Linked DNA regions of Mus musculus: regions 2 and 3 are each linked to region 1. Evidence: chromatin contacts called from public Hi-C and HiChIP or PLAC-seq data. All regions are on one chromosome and are shown on one strand. Each heading gives the region's core, a stretch centred on a gene start, on an enhancer-like site or on the middle of the called end of the contact. The rest is flanking DNA. Distances are from core to core; before and after follow the strand shown.

Evidence for each region. A called contact is a pair of places that touch in the nucleus more often than the background predicts. HiChIP or PLAC-seq counts read pairs in DNA pulled down with a chosen protein or histone mark.
Region 2: an HNF4G HiChIP or PLAC-seq map of pancreatic cancer cells shows a contact between it and region 1. The contact joins the promoter of Vps33a here to the promoter of Ppp1cc in region 1. A contact is called at or near these places in 2 of 39 promoter capture datasets (erythroid cells and pre-B cells) and 1 of 115 datasets of contacts at active chromatin or transcription factors (pancreatic cancer cells).
Region 3: a contact with region 1 is called in a Hi-C map of myocytes, with 5 times the contacts expected there. The contact joins the promoter of Kntc1 here to the promoter of Ppp1cc in region 1. A contact is called at or near these places in 1 of 39 promoter capture datasets (pre-B cells), 1 of 484 Hi-C or Micro-C datasets (myocytes) and 1 of 9 other capture datasets (adipose tissue).

The regions. Positions count from the first base shown.
Region 1 is chr5:122,156,884-122,159,583 of GRCm38.p6, forward strand. It overlaps Ppp1cc (protein phosphatase 1 catalytic subunit gamma), which reads left to right and starts at 1,392. Exons shown (of 7, transcript NM_013636.4): 1 at 1,392-1,732. The coding sequence starts at 1,678.
Region 2 is chr5:123,571,672-123,574,371 of GRCm38.p6, forward strand. It overlaps Vps33a (VPS33A CORVET/HOPS core subunit), which reads right to left and starts at 1,344. Exons shown (of 13, transcript NM_029929.3): 1 at 1,209-1,344. The coding sequence starts at 1,310.
Region 3 is chr5:123,748,421-123,751,120 of GRCm38.p6, forward strand. It overlaps Kntc1 (kinetochore associated 1), which reads left to right and starts at 1,306. Exons shown (of 64, transcript NM_001042421.1): 1 at 1,306-1,404. It overlaps Rsrc2 (arginine/serine-rich coiled-coil 2), which reads right to left and starts at 994. Exons shown (of 10, transcript NM_001005525.2): 1 at 869-994. The coding sequence starts at 874.

The sequences.
Region 1 (2,700 bases), core at 142-2,641:
GCCTTGGGGTGATGAATGACCATTTGTGTAATGGTGTGCAAAACCATAGCTTGGGACAATGAGTTGGTGAGTGGGCAAAGTGGAGCAGAGGGCTGAGGAGAGCTGGGGAGAATCCTGAAACCCCACTGTCGGGGGCTAGCATCAGGAAAAGGGCTCAGATCTAGATGGGTGCATCACACACCATGCTGCGGGGCCACGGGAAGACAGAGCTTGTAGAAAATGAGTCTCTCTATGGGGAGACAACCTTGCAAGGCATTCATGGAAAGGAATCCTCAGATCCATCCCTCTTGCTTTGAGAAACATGAACTGGAGGTGGGGCTGGGGGAGAACATTTTGTAAATTTTCTGGCGTGCTACTGGGAAGAGATAAATGGGTCAGATGGGTGTGCATTTTTCTTCCATAGGCAGCTAGCCTGCGAGGCAGCAGAGTTGGGGACCCCTCAGGTGAAGGGGTGCCCCTGGGGAGTCAAGGAAGCTAGAGGCAAGCAGCAGATGAATGCGCTGAGGCCCAGAGCGCACGCACAGCAACCTCCCAGGAAATGTGCAAATTCCCATTTTATCTGCTCCGGCACGCTCATTCAACCCAGCTCCGGCTAAATACAGGGGAAATCTCTTAAATTATTATATAACTTTCTGAGTTCAAGAAAGATAATTCAAAAGATAGGTAGTAGCAACCCTTACAGAATTCTCCCAACCTCTCTCTAAAATGTAAAAGAGCATTAGCGCACACAAGAAGCTCACACAAATTACTTAATGTGCCACTCACAGTGGATTAACATTTTTTTGGCTTATCTTGGGGGCTTCTTTTTTCCAAATATTGTATCGTAGATGCTTTATTGCAGTATTATGAAATTTTGCCAGTGCTGGGAATTGAACCCAAGGTCTCACACATACTCGACAAGCATTCTCACCACGGAGCCGTATATCTAGCTCTTCTTGTTCACCAATGTGCCAGAGTATTTGAATCCCCAACGTTCCAACCTCCTCCTCTTTATGATTCTCCACAGGCAAGCAACCCCACCCCAGATTGGCTCCGAGGGGTGATTCAGTGTTGAACTCCCACCCCGCCATGTCGGTCAGACTTCTGTCCCCAAGCAGCAGAGCCGGAAGGAGCTGGTGAGCCTCGCAGCGCGCAGCAGACTGACAAAGTCCACCTTCAACTTGCGCGCGCCAACTTCACAACTTCCCTCTCCCGCCACAGGGGGTCTATTTCCCCCGCCCGTTTGGCGGAAGGATCCCGCGCGCGGTGGCGGAGTCGCGCTCAACCGTCTCCGCCCGGGCTCCGCCCCACCCCCGCCCTACGCGCTCAAACCCCGCCCCTTCCCGGCGCCGGCCCCGCCCCCTTCCCGCGCGCTCTATGGGCCCGTAAAGAAGTCCCGGCCGGGCCGCTGCACTCCCGCGCGCGCATCCGTGCGCCGCCCGAGGCTGGCCTGAGGAGTCGGCGGCCATCTTGTTCTTCTCGTGGTTCCCAGTGGCGAGAGGAGGAGGAAGCCCGGAGCGGAGCGGGGCGGCTGGGGGGGGTGGACCCGCCGCGGCTGCTGCTGCCACCGCCGCCGCCGCCACCACCGCTCGTGGGGCTCGTGGCGTGAGGAAGGAGGACGAGTGAGACCCCGGGGCGAGCGGGCGGCGGCGCCGCTGCTGCTGCTGCTGCTGCGGGAGGGTCGGCGGCGGGACGGCGATGGCGGATATCGACAAACTCAACATCGACAGCATCATCCAACGGCTGCTGGAAGGTGAGCGGCGCGCGGGTGGGTGGCGGGGCAGGCCCGGCCGGTGGGGGATCAGGCCCAGTGGAGGGGCCGGTCTTTTCTCGGAAGCCGCTTTGGATCTGGGGCGCGCATACAAGCGCCTCCGGGTTTGGGGACCCCATTATTTTTTATCACTCCCCTGTCCTTGCTTTCACATTTATCATCTGGAGTCCAAGGACTCATCAGAGGGACTTGGCTTGGCAGGACGACGTCCCAGTGCGATGAGAGTCCGTCTCCTGCATTTTCCTACCCCCTCCACCCTCCCCTCAAAGCCATCCATCCTCCAGCGTTCTTTCCCCCTTGAACGTGCATCCGCACACGGACCCAGTCCGGGTGACAGTGTGGCTCTCTCTGATCATCAGATTGTTGTGTCCCTGAGGACAGGGGGACGCTGCCGCGTTCAGCGAGCACCCGCCAGGTAGGTGCTGTGTTGTTATTATCCTGGAAGTGGGTTTCGCAAGAGAAACTCCCAAGACCTCGCTGGACCAAGAATTAACAGTTAAAAGTCAGGTTTCAAACCCCGGGGTAGCTAGGAACCTAGAGAGAACCTGCCGCCTTCCAACTGTTCACCCCGTGGGAACCCAGGATGTCCAGTGGTTGAGGAGAGGTTCAAAAACAAAAACCCAGCTTTCCTTTTGTCCGACTTGGGGGTTTCTGCCGTGTGGTTTCCTACTTTGGAGATTTCAAATTTGACATAGGTCTGGATCCTGCTAATCACAGATCCCACAACATCCGCTGAAGCTAAAGAGGAGAAGATCCAGTAACCTTGATTTGGGCTCTTGACACTAGCTTGCTTTGGCCCAAAATACTTTTGGAGTGGTGGACAGCTGCGCAATTCTGGTGGTAGATGTCTTCAAGTAAATCACTGACAGAAAAGGGAAAAGGTGTCTTTTTAAAATCTGGGCATTTCCCCGGGGGGCGGGGGGGTGTTTTTCAAGACAGGGTTTCTCAGT
Region 2 (2,700 bases), core at 94-2,593, 1.4 Mb after region 1:
TGTATGTGTCTGTGCCTGGGTATGTGCAGGTGGGTGCGGTTCCCCTCAGAGGCCAGATCCATCAAATTTCCAAGGATCTGGGGTTACAAGTGGTTGTCTGTAGGTGCCAGCAACTGATCTGGGCTCCTCTGGAAGAGCTACACTCCCTCTTCACCTCTAAGCCACCTTTCCAGAATATTCTTCTAAAAGTTAGAGTTAGGATTTTTAAAGGCTCTGGTCACATTATAGCCTAAGGGTCGAAAAGAACCTTCCACAAAGGGGGAAATTTCATGATACTGGCATCAAAGATCCCTGCTTCCTCCAGGAGAAACACTTTGTAAACCTGGTCCACACAATCTATTATATCTGATTTCGACATCATTTTCAGTTTAATACTGCCCCCTGTGATTTAATAATCTGCCTTTTTGACTCAATGACTTAGTTGGAGCTATGTTTACAAAACTGATTCTTTTTGGGTGGGTGGGGGTAGGGAGTGTTCTTGGTTTTTTCAAGACAGGGTTTCTCTGTGTAGCCCTGGCTGTCCTGGAACTCACTCTGTAGACCAGGCTGGCCTCGAACTCAGAGATCCGTCTGCCTCTGCTTCCCAAGTGCTGGGGCTAAAGGCGTGCGCCACCACTGCCGGGCCCAAAACTGATTCTTTGAGCATCTGTTTTGTTTTTTTCTTCAGATTAGAACTTCCCATTCCCTGTAGAGGGATGGGGTATGATTAATAAATCTCAGAATAGAGGGAAAAAATGCTTAAAAGAAAACCTCACAGCATGGCTCATGCCTGTAGTGCCAGAGGCGAGAGAAAGGAGGAGTGCCGGCAGGAACAGTCTATATAGCCAGGAATAGGCTCAAAAATAAAATGGAGAGCCGATCCCAGCACTCAGAGGCAGTGACAGGTGGATCTCAGTGAGTTCGAGGGCTACACAGCGTTACCCTGTCTCAAACACTGAGAGGAAAACAGGAAGAAAGGAAATTCTATGAAGTCCCCGATCTAGACAAAAAACGATCCATGTTGAAGTTACGAAGTGACAGCTTGTCTTTCACAAGCTGTGTGCCGAGGGCTGTGGGCGTGCGTGCTTCCAGGCTGGAAAGGACAACTGTCTCGCAGGTCGGGGAGCTCCCGGCCAGGGGCTGTCACTGAGCGGGCGACCTGATCGCCCCCACGGCCTCGCACAGTCCCGCCCGGCCAAGCTTGGTGGCGCCGGGGCCCTGTCCCTCACCTTGCTCCCAGCGCACTTGTCCAGGAACTCGCGCAGCTCCCGACGCACCGCCTCGCGCAGCACGTTCAGGTTCACTCGCCCGTACGACAGGTGCGCCGCCATCTTGCCCGGGCACCCGCATTTCCCCAGACGCCGCCTGCGTCACGTGACGGGACGTTCACGTGATCCGAGTCGCTGAGGCACATTGAACGCGAAAGGCGGAGTCCTGCTGACAGTGATGCTCCTTCAAGGTCCTAGTGCGCATGCGAGGAGGAGTCCCCTCCCCGCCCCTTTCTAAAGTATTTCCCTACCATGCCTAAGAATGGTGAGCAGTGAAAATTGACTTTGTTTGTTTGTTTTCGAGACAGGGTTTCTCTGTGTAGCCCTGGCTGTCCTGGAACTCACTCTGTAGAACAGGCTGGCCTCGAACTCAGAAATCCGCCTGCCTCTGCCTCCTAAGTGCTGGGATTAAAGACGTGAGCCACCATCCCCAGGTCTTAAGGATGGAATTTAGATGTTATTTGTCGCGTTTAAAAGCACCATCCTTGTGTCTTCACAGCTAGAATACTGGTGTAAAATGGCGATCGAGGCCAAACTACAAAATGCACCTTACTACACCCAGTAAGTGGTTCAATCGCAGAGCAAGCTTATCTCTCCAAGTTCAAGGCCAGCCTGGTAAACATAGCGAGCTCCAGGACAACCAGGGCTACACAGTGAGACCTGTCTCCACATAAACAAACAATAAATGGACTGGAGAGATGGTTCACCAGTTAAGAGCACCTGCTGCTCTCCCATAGACCAGGTTCCCAGGATCCACAGTATAGCTCGTGACCATCTGTAACTCCGGTTCCAGGGTGTTGTGTTTTATAAAACAAGAAAAGGAAGCCAGGGATATGCTTGATAGAGTGAGGTATGGTGAGGTGGAAGGTGGTGCCTCTGCGAGCTTATGCTGAGACATCCCTTCCCCATGAGGTAACAGCCATATGACGGATATAGTATGGAATAGAGTTTATTTAGGGCATGGGGAGATGGGGAGGGGAGTTGAGGAAGGAGGTGGGGAGGGGAGAGGAGGGAAAGGGGAAGGGAAAGAGAGAGGGGGAGAGGGAGAAAATAGAGGCGTAGAGGCCGGCCAGGAACACGTGGAGACAGACAGGAAAGGGGAAAGGAGAGAGAAGGGAGAGGGAAGAGAGAAGGTAAGAGAGTGGGGGGGGGGGGGCCGCAAGCAGCCTCTTTTATATTGAGTCAGGCACACATGGCTGTTGCCAGGTAACTGCGCAGCAGAGCCTGGAAGAAATGCTAACACGGGATCTAGTGCCCCTTTCTCACCTAGGAGAGCAAGGCACACAGCACTGATAGATACTTTCAGGCAAACACAGTTTAAAAAATAAGAGAGAGAGATGGCTTAGTGGGAACACGCTGTTCTTCCAGAGAACCAGAGTTGGGGTTCCAGCTCAAAACTGCCTGTAACTCCAGCATTCCAGTTCCACATCCTCTATGCCCACTTCTGATCTCC
Region 3 (2,700 bases), core at 56-2,555, 1.6 Mb after region 1:
AGCAATGAGCATAGTATATATCCAGGGCAGGCTTCCTGTTCAGGTCTCTTAGATACGGCTTCCATTTGGTTCAGGAAGGGGGTCTTAAACAATGCTGCGGTTCTCAAAGGTTTCGGAGTTCGGGGGCAGCATGGCCTACAGAGCGAGTTTCAGGACAGCCAGGGCTACAGAGAAACCATGCCTCAAAAATAAAAACCCCAAAAAACAAAAAAAAACCAACCCCCCCCAAAAAAAAACCTCATAAATCGCTTTAAAACATAAGGGACTGGAACTAGATAGACTTTTTTTTCCCCTCTTTAAGTGAATCCCAGTTTCAACCAATAAGGTTCGCAAAACTAGAAGTAGCCCTATCACTGAGGGATCGCTCAAAGATAAATAAACAAACAAATAAAAAGACTGTGTCCTCCTACACTGCGCCTTAAGGAGCCTGCCTTTTGACCCGATGCGTCCCAGAGGATACTTCTGGTCTTTTTTTCCTTTCCGGTCAAATGCGATAAAGCGCCAAGCATGAACGCAGAAGCCTTAGGAAACGCAAAGCCTAACACCAGTCTGGGTCAAAGAGCTAAACCCCACAGTTCGGTGGGCTTCTGGAGAAATACTGGGTCAGGGAAAATGATGAGGAAAGTTCTGGAGAGGGAAAGAAAAAACCAAGCCATTCCCTGCGGCTCCCCACCCCCAGCCAGACGGCCTTACCTCCCCCTCCCTGCAGCAGGAAGCCATGATGGCGAGCGCAGCGAGCGGCCGCGGCGCCATCTTGTCCACACACAGGCACGGACAACAGCCCTGATGAGCTGGTCGCCCACTCTGTGTTAAAGAAACAAACAAACAAAAAACCCAGCCTGGCCTTCGAGCTCCACTTAGTACCTACCGCCATTATTTTTTTGAGTCCCGGCCGCTAAGGCGGCGCCTCTGCTTGCCCGCACTCAACAGTACTGGCCGCCTCGAAGCTTCGCCACAGACTGAATCTCTTGCGCGAGAGACCCGGATGGCACAAGAAAAAAAAAAAAAAAAAAAGGGGATGAGGCCGGGCCAGGCGCGCAGCTTGCTGGGAGAAAAAGTGGGTGGCGATAAGAGTTTCTATAACAACGCGGTTCGAGGCGGTGATTGGTTAGTCTCTCGAAGGGCGTGGCGTGAAGCCTACGAAGTGGGTGGGGCCAAGGATACCTCCCAGAATGGATGCTCGGTATCGGGAATTCAATTTAGTTTAGGGCGGGGCGGTTTCCGCGCTCAATTTTGAGCCAAGTTTGGCCTGCTCCGGCCTCCGTAAAAGGGGTTGAGCACGGTATTCTCCCGCCAATTCAAATCAGTGGCAGGGAAGGTAAAATGAGTAGGGGCGGTTGTGTCCGTCGGGAAGAAGTGTGAGACACTTGAGAATTCTCTTTTTAATTTCGTCAGCTGCTGCAGGTGAGACGTCAGCCTTGCGGCTCGATGGGAGCGGGAGGAGTGTTAGGTGGAACCAGCAGGGGGCTTCAGTCCGTCTCTGGGTTTTATCGATCTCTAGATGATGGCGGGAGAAAAAAATTAGAGAGGATTCTAGATGGCAGGCCGTCTGAGTTTTCGTGGATATAGCTTCATCGATAGTGTTTCATCTGATTCATGACCTTGTATTGGCTCGTCTGTTTTTTTTCCGCACTCGGTGATGTCAAAATCTGTTTATCACCTGTTTGCTCTCTTTCACCAGAAGAAAGTGTAGTCTTAAACGGGGCAGTGGTGGCGCACGCCTTTAATCCCAGCCCAGCATTCCGGAGGCAGAGGCAGGCGGATTTCTGAGTTCGAGGCCAGCCTGGTCTACAGAGTGAGTTCCAGGACAGCCAGGGCTACATAGAGAAACCCTGTCTCGAAGGAAAAAAAAAAAAAAAAAAAAAAAACCAAAACCAAAAAAACCCAAATACTTGACACAGTGTTCAACCATTTTGTCGTTGTTGTTCCCTCAAGACTATAAACCTCAGGGTTGGGAATGTTAAGTCAGTTGGTAGAGTGCTGAATAACTGGTCTAGCCTGTGGTCTGAGTCCAGACTCACAGAGCTTTGTCCTGTCTTTGCCTCCCAAGTACTAGGTTAAAGGCCAGTCTGGCTCAGAACTCAGAGATCCACCTGCCTCTGCCTCCTGAGTGCTGGGATTTAAAGTCGTGTTATGTTCTTAGCAGGAGCTCTTTTCCTTTATTCATTACATTCCTAGCCCAAATGTTATCTGCTTCCAGATAGCATATTATCAGACAATTCAAATAGAGTCCCAGGAACCATCAAAACCCAGAACAAGCAGGACGTGATAGCTCTTGACTGAAATCCCAGGAGTCTAGAGCTGAGGTAGGACGATCCTGAGTTCAAGTTAGGATCAAGACCTTTAGTTACACAGTGAGAGGCTGACTCAAAAGAAAAAGTTATTCAAAACAAAACAAACAAACAAACAACCCTTCAAGCCAGGCAGAGATGTCGCATACCTTTAATCCCAGCACTCAGGTGGCAGAGGCAAAAGGATATCTGAGTTTGTGGTCAGCCTGGTCCATACAGTGAGTTCTAGGCTACACACACACACACAAAACTCCTTCAAAACAGCCTTAGTTTTAGCTAACTCCAACATTCCCCTCCCACTCTGTGTGTGTGGACAGGATCTTGCAATACAAGCTTGGACCAGACCAAGGTTCCCCAAATTTGAAATTATTCTTCTGTCTTCGCCTTTGGCATGCTGAGATTATGGGTG